2 separate regions of the Canis lupus genome follow, and region 2 is linked to region 1. The links are chromatin contacts, called in public Hi-C maps. All regions are on one chromosome and are shown on one strand. The core of a region is the stretch at or near the end of the contact, and the rest is flanking DNA. Distances in the headings are between cores, read along the strand shown. Region 1 holds the start of PHIP (PH-interacting protein). Region 2 holds the start of HMGN3 (high mobility group nucleosome-binding domain-containing protein 3).

The links. Hi-C and Micro-C count contacts between places; a contact is called where the count stands out from the background.
Region 2: a contact with region 1 is called in a Hi-C map of blood, with 2.1 times the contacts expected there. The contact joins the promoter of HMGN3 here to the promoter of PHIP in region 1. A contact is called at or near these places in 5 of 9 Hi-C or Micro-C datasets (amygdala, blood, liver and 1 more).

Annotation. Positions count from the first base shown.
Region 1 is chr12:40,233,232-40,236,863 of UU_Cfam_GSD_1.0, reverse strand. It overlaps PHIP (PH-interacting protein), which reads left to right and starts at 2,371. Exons shown (of 40, transcript XM_038554573.1): 1 at 2,371-2,635; 2 at 2,751-2,809; 3 at 2,956-2,985; 4 at 3,175-3,234. The coding sequence starts at 2,596.
Region 2 is chr12:40,369,129-40,372,664 of UU_Cfam_GSD_1.0, reverse strand. It overlaps HMGN3 (high mobility group nucleosome-binding domain-containing protein 3), which reads left to right and starts at 2,162. Exons shown (of 6, transcript XM_038554584.1): 1 at 2,162-2,419. The coding sequence starts at 2,177. LOC111098329 (a long non-coding RNA gene) reads right to left here and starts at 2,566. Exons shown (of 3, transcript XR_005367942.1): 1 at 2,138-2,566.

The sequences.
Region 1 (3,632 bases), core at 1,122-3,621:
ACATAACACTCACAAGACATATATGGAAAACTTTACCCAAAGTAATTTCATGTTCCATGTCATAATTTGGTTTATTTTCCTTTGCAAGCACAAAACATCTATTAGTAAGAATCAGACTAATACAAGTATGTCAAAACCACGAGACTTCAACTGTAATTTTTAGTTCCTAAAATCTGTTTATATGAAGAACATCATAATAATGTAAAATATCACAATTATTTGAAGAATATGAGACTTTTTTAAAAGTTAAAATAGAAAGCATCAATCACAGAAATAAGGAGAATTGCAAAAAGGCATATTAAATGCCTGTTTTTTCAAATCTAACTATCTAGAAGTAAGCTACTTACCTACAATAGATAGAATGGAATTAATGTCCTTAAAAATGCAAATATTTTCAGTATTTGAAAGATTGCCATTTCAGTAAATAACATTATTCTGATAACCTGGCTGCAATAGGACAAGTCATGGTAACTTCTCTTTTTTACTCGATTGAGATTGTTCTAAAAGGCAAATTTTTACATCCTATCATTCCAAAGAGGTTTAGGCTTTTTTTTTTTTCCCTCTTCCTCACGTGTAGGATGATTTCTGGATATTTAGTACAGGGCATCACACCGGTGCAGTCTTGCAGTGCAACCCAAGGCAGTTGCAGCAAGTATTTCTCACTAGCAATGTTAAGGAGCGAGAAGGGAACAAGGCTTGAGGAAACAATCTAGAAAGCCATAATACAGCTTGTTGGTCCTTTACTCACAAATAACCTTTTTAGAAAGGATACATAAAATGCAGGTTATTATCTAAAATTTTAAAGGAGAATCTTTTGTTAAATGTTAACAAAGAACGACTATCCTAATTCCCTTTAAAATGCAATCCTTAAAAAAAAAAAAAAACCCAACTATCAAGTCTTTTTGAAAAGTGCTTAAATCATCTGGAGATAAATATCACTTGGTGTCCTTGTTTTCTAACAAATGGCTTTTTCTATTGTTTCCATTAATTTCACCCATATTCGTTTAAAAAAAAAAAAAAAACCAACAACAAGGCCCTTACCCTCATCAGCGAAACACAGATGTATGATTTAGCAAATAAAACCGGTAATTACATACTAATTTACGAAAGATTAATTTTTTTCTCTTTTCGTCAGTTTTCAAGAAGTCTTCCCGTGATTAACTGTAAACAAGAATGGTTTACACCTCAAATTAGAAGCCATTAATTAGCATGACGAAGTCAACTGTAAGATACACAGATAATTTAAATTATTTAATCACTAATCACCTTGGCTAAACTGTAGTATACTCTTTCAATATCCTTCGGTGGGTTATTGATCTGTCAGTAAATTACCTCCAGATCAGTTAGAGATAAATATTAGCTTTCTTTCCTTTCTCTCAGGTTTACATTATTCCTTCTTGTAAACACTTAGAAGAGCTTTAAGGTTCTTTAATCCCAAATCCCTAATTAGCCATCACTAGCCCTTTTGTAACCAGGAAAAAGAGTAACTGAAGTACAGACCAGGAGTTCGCTTTGCCCGTACCACAATAAAAAAAAATAATAACTAAAAAAAAAAAAAAAACCCAAAAAACATTTTTTTTTTTTTTTTTACATGTAAAATGCTTAAGACGACGGCAATAATAAAAGATATATACGCAGAGGTGGCTTCGGCAGATAACGGGCTTGCAAACGCCAAACGCTCAACAAAAAGAGCCAGACCTCTATTGCAATACACGGCACTCCAATAAATTACACAACACTTTGCATAGGCTGCAGAAATAACGCAGGACAAGACTTACACAGATGCCAATCCGCAGCATTTATACACATGCACATGGCAAGAGACAGAAACCAAACACTATCATTCAACTCGGGCCGGGGAGCGCGATCCCGAGTTCGCCCGGCGCGAGAGGGCTCTCTGCGTGTGTGCCTGTGTGCGCGCGTGAGAGGGAGCCCCATCCTCGGGGCATTTCCCCTCTTTGGGCAGTTTTGCTTCATTTGTTTCCCATTTCTGCTACATAGAAACTAACTTCCATCTCAGCCCCAGCCAGCGCCGCTGAATAGAGCCTGTGCTGCGGCTCCGTGTGCGTCAGATCCCTCCGCGGAGCCGTCCCCGGCCCCCCTCCCTCCCGCGGGCGGCCTCCACAGAGAAAGCGCCTTTCAGCCAACCGGCGGCTCCGGCTCCGACATCTTCTCCGACTGGAAATAAATAAATAAATCGCACCTTTGGCCGGGGAGGCGGGGGCAGGGGTCTCGCCGCCCGGGGCGCGGGGGCGCGGGGGCGCGGGGCCCAAGGCACTCCTTTTTGTGCGCCGGGGGGCGGGGGCGGGGGCGGGGGCGCGGGCCGAGGACGGGGCCAAGCCCGGGCCGCGAAGGCGGCGGACTCCTTTCTGCGGCGGAGGGATCCGCGGCGGAGGCGGCGGCGGCCGTAGCCGCTGCCTGAGAGTTGTTGTTTCCTCCTCCTCCTCCTCCGCCTCCGCCGCCGTTGCTTGAATGGTGGAGCCGAGGCTGGGCTCGTGAACACACAGTGACAGCTATAGGGCAGGCGGCGGCACCATCCCCGCTTCCCCTCGGCGGCGGGGTGTCCCGCCGGCGGCCCTGAAGTGACCCATAAACATGTCTTGTGAGAGGAAAGGCCTCTCGGAGCTGCGATCGGGTAAGTCGGGGGGCTGCTGGGGCCGCTGGCACCGGGCGATTCCGCCCGCGGTCCCCCGCCCCCCGCCGCCCGGCCGCTAAGCCTGTGTGTCTCCCCGTCCCCCTCTCCCGCGCAGAGCTCTACTTCCTCATCGCCCGGTTCCTGGAAGATGGACCCTGTCAGCAGGCGGCTCAGGTACGGCGGCGCGCGGCGCGGGCCGAGCCGGCGCTCGCTGCTCGCGGGCGTGGGGGAGGGCGGCGGCGGCGGCGGCGGCGGCGGCGGCGGCGGCGGGGCTGCGGCCCGGGGCGCGGGGCTCAGCTCTCCCCGCTTTGTTGTTGCAGGTGCTGATCCGCGAGGTGGCCGAGAAGGAGGTAAGGGCGGCGGCGGCCCGGCGCGTCTCGCCGCCGCGCGGCCGCCCCTGGGCCGCGCCGCCGCCACCGCCGCCGCCGGGGCGCGGGGCGCGGGGCTCGGGGTCCCCGCCGGGGCGCGGGGCGGGCGGGGGAGGGGAGCGGGCGGGCTGGGGCTGGGGGCCGGGCTCACGGGGCGTCCTCTCCCCGCAGCTGCTGCCCCGCCGCACGGACTGGACCGGGAAGGAGCATCCCAGGACCTACCAGAATCTGGTGAGACATTCACGTCGCGGAGCAAAGAAACTTTTCCCCGAGTCGAATAAAAATTGAATTTCCCGCAATTTTTTACAGAGACAAAAACTTGGCCCCAGAACGTGAAAGCTCCAAAGGCCACGGGGAGGGTTGGGAGGCCGGCGCGGGGGCTTCGGGGGGCAGTGGTCGGGGGGACCCGCACCCCGAGGCCGCGGGGGCTGCCGACAATTTATTTGTGATATTTTGTTAATGTGCTAGAAATAAAGATACGTCATGAGTGTTGTGCAGTGCAAGGCCGGAGGAGGAGGGGCCGGCGCGCGCGTCCGTGCGGGCGCGGGGGCGCGCGCGAGGCGGCGGCGGCGGCGGCGGCGGCGGGAGCGGCGCGAGGAAGGAGGGCGCGCTTGCTCGCTCGCTCGCCT
Region 2 (3,536 bases), core at 913-3,412, 140 kb before region 1:
TCTGTGCTTATTTTCTCAGACCTTGAAAGCTCCTGAAGGTACAGGGAGAGCCTTCCATTCCCCAGTGTTCTGCTCAGGCAGGTGCAATCCACTTCAAAGGAAAAAGAATTGATGCTGTTATTCATTTCAAAACTAATCTGTTATTTTCATCACTTGTAAATGAACTAAGAGGCTCAAATGACCCAAGGTTCCCACAATCAACTTTCTTTACCCAACTAGCAAGTTTCATGTTCATTGCAGCTATTTTATTATGCACAATAAAAACATTTACAATTTTGTTTGCTGTTGTTGAGTCTTTAAAAATATAAACTAAAGAAGCCAACTTATCATCAGAGGGAAAAATTCACCCTAGACTACCTTTGTTGTGAAACATTTTGATCTCCATAAAGAAAAAAATTTTCAACCCAGATTACAAGTGCTACCCAGCATCCTTCCCACACATATCTTATTAAAAATGTCTTCACTGGCTTTTTTTTTTCTTTTAACCACCAAGCATTTTGCAAATTAACTCTCTTCCAAGACAATTCCATTATAAATATGATTTTTATGATAAAATTATTAATCTCAAAGTTTTTATCCAATTCTCAAAGAATTGATTTTATCTGAGTTATTTGAGTATATTGTGATCCACTGACTTCCTGAAAGTAAGAAATCTATCAAAGACAATTGGGATCATGTCAAAAGGACCAACTTGAAAAAGAATTCATACTGGGGCAGTATGAGCATAAAAAAATAGTAAAAATAGCAATAATAGCAATAGGTCGAAGCACACCAAATGTATAAAAATTCATGAGTTCCTAAAGAACTTTCTTTCAAAAAGAAAGTCATTGACCACTTCTGGAGTTTGCTAGGATGTCAACTCATTATTTTGAAAATTAATAAAGAAAAAAAGGTAAGCATTAAAATTAATTACTTGATGACATTATTTAATGCATTTTTGTAGGCTGTGCATGACCAAAGTCGATTTGGCCAAGTTTGTGGTGTAAGACTTCAATATATTTTCCTACGATGTCAATTTTTGCCTTCCAGTGTGATTACGAAACTAAGCTTGCCTAATTTTGCTTTTTCTATAATTTCTTAAGAATGAAATTATTCAGTATGGTCTTTTGTATTTGACTTCTTTCACATGGCATCTTGTATTTGGCATTCATTCATGTAGAAATATTTTGTTCCCTTTTATTGCTGAGTAATATTGTATTGTATATGGTTACCACAGTTTGCATACCCATTCACTAGTGCTTTTCCTGTATCTGCTAAAATGATTGTATTGGTTTTTTACTTTATTCTATTAATATAGTGAATTACACTGGTTGATTTTCAGATGTTAAACCAACTTTGAATTCCAAGGATAAACTCCATGGTCATGATGTCTTATCCTTTCAAGTGTTATTGGGTTTGATTTACTAAAATTTTGTTCAAGATTTTTGTGTCTATGTTTATAAAGGATATTGGTCCATAGCTCTCTTTTCTTTTGACATCTTACACTGATTTTGGTATCAGGGTAAAACTGGTCTCATAAAACAAATTCAGAAACGTCTCTGCAATGCCAGTCTAATGCCTTGCAGAACTTTGAGAAACATTAAATTATGTATATTTTAAATATATGTTTCAAATATAAATAATCTGATCTTGTTCATTCTTTTCCTAAGTTCCATATCAAACATACCCTATTCACCTTCAAGCCTAGTTTGAAGTTGGCTGAATTAGTGCGTGATTTGTAATCACAGATTTTAGGAAATTAAAAGTAAGTAACTTCAGCGACTATTGTCACTAGATATCTAAAAGGGGAAACTGAGGCCCTCTGAAATTGCCACACTCTCCCAGAACACACTCACTCTTACAAGTCTCCATCACCTAACTAACATCCATGACAAGCCTTTATAGGGTAGGAATCGTTATCAAGTGCCGGCTGTGCATACACTTACACTATAAAGTTGGTGTGTATGCTTACTGCCCCCCCCCCCGCCCCGCCCCGACTATAAAGGCCCACACTGTTCCTACTGACAGGATCCAAAGAGGGAGCAGCCAAACAATGAAACTCCAGGACCGTGTGGCTTGGGGGTTACTAGTTGAACTGGGCATGCTCAGTCACCAGGCAGATTTTTTTCGGTGAAGTGGAAACTACAACAGCGCTTACCGTGTGCGCCGGGGTGGGCGTGCCCTCGTGGAATTTAGAATGTTGCCGCAGCCAATGGGGCCTCGCGGCCGGCTGCCGGGGCTCCTCATTGGAGGAGCGGGGAGGCGAGCGAGTAGAGGGCCCCTGGAGGGAGCCGCCGAGGTGCAGGTCGGAGAGGCCGGGCTACGCCGTGCCCTGCGCGTGAGCAGCTGCAGCGGCGGCATCCAGCGGCGGCGTCTGCAGTTCCAGCCCGTTGCTTTACTTTTTAGCCGCACGAACGTAATCATTATGCCGAAGAGAAAGGTAAGTCTTCCCCCCCCCAAAAAAGATTTCAAAGGCCTCCAAATTGTGCTTACAGCCGATCTGGTCATTGCAGTGGATTGCGCGGAATGCGCTTGGGAGTAAGTCAGGAATTGCGAATCCCTTTGCTTCTCCACGCTTGTTTTCAGATGCCTGTTGCAGAGCTTCCCTCCCTCCCTCCCTCCCTCCCTCCGTCCGTCCTTATCGATTCCTCAGTGTTACTTTCTCTCCAGCGACGCGGCTTCCCTTCGTTTTGAACTCCTGCTAGCTGGAATGGTTTCCACCTCGAACAAGAAGCAGCAAAAGAGCCTTCCATTCCCCCTCTTCTAGGAGGGGAGTTTCCTCTTTGAAACTGCCGGGTTGCGATTAGCGTGGAGAGGAAGCAGTGTTGGGGAGGGGGGAGCGGGGAGCGGGGGGGTGAAACAAGTCCGTGCATGGGGAGATCCTAATAAATACATAAACAAACAAACAAGTCGGGCAGATGTTGGGGTTATTCCCAGGTGGGCCTAGCCCGCTGCTGGGCGCGCCGCGTCGGCTCTGAGGCCAAGGGAAGGGAAAGCCATGTTTAAAATAGCACTCACCCCCCTGCTCGCCTCCGCTGCAGACCCGTATGTACCAACTCCAGTGTCAATCAGGGCTGGGGCCGGCGCAGGCGGGGCCGGGCGGCCGGGACCTGCGGGCGCTGCGCGGCGGGCGCGGAGGGCGCGGAGGGCGCGGCGGAGCTGGCCGCGGGCCGCACGGGACGGCGCTGCAGGCGCCCGCTGTGGCCGCCAAGGGCAAGGGCCGCGGCCCCTCTCCGGCCGCCCTCACCCACACGCGCTCGGGAAAGGCGGGCTGCGCGCGCTCCCGCGCCCCTCGGGGCTCCCGGGGACCTGGGGGCTCGGACGCCCCCTTCCGCGCGGGCCGCGGGCCCAGGGGTCTCGCACGGCGGAGCGCGTGGCCCCCGAGCGCGGCCGCCCCCGCTCGCTGCCCCGGGGAGGGCCGGGGAGGGCCGGGGAGGGCTCTCCTCCGCCCTCCGAAGCCGCGCGTGCGGCCGCTGTGACCAGGGGGAGCCTGGCACCCTCCACGGCTCGCCAGGGCTGTAAACCAGGCGGTGCCTTAAACGTGAGGCAGAATTACG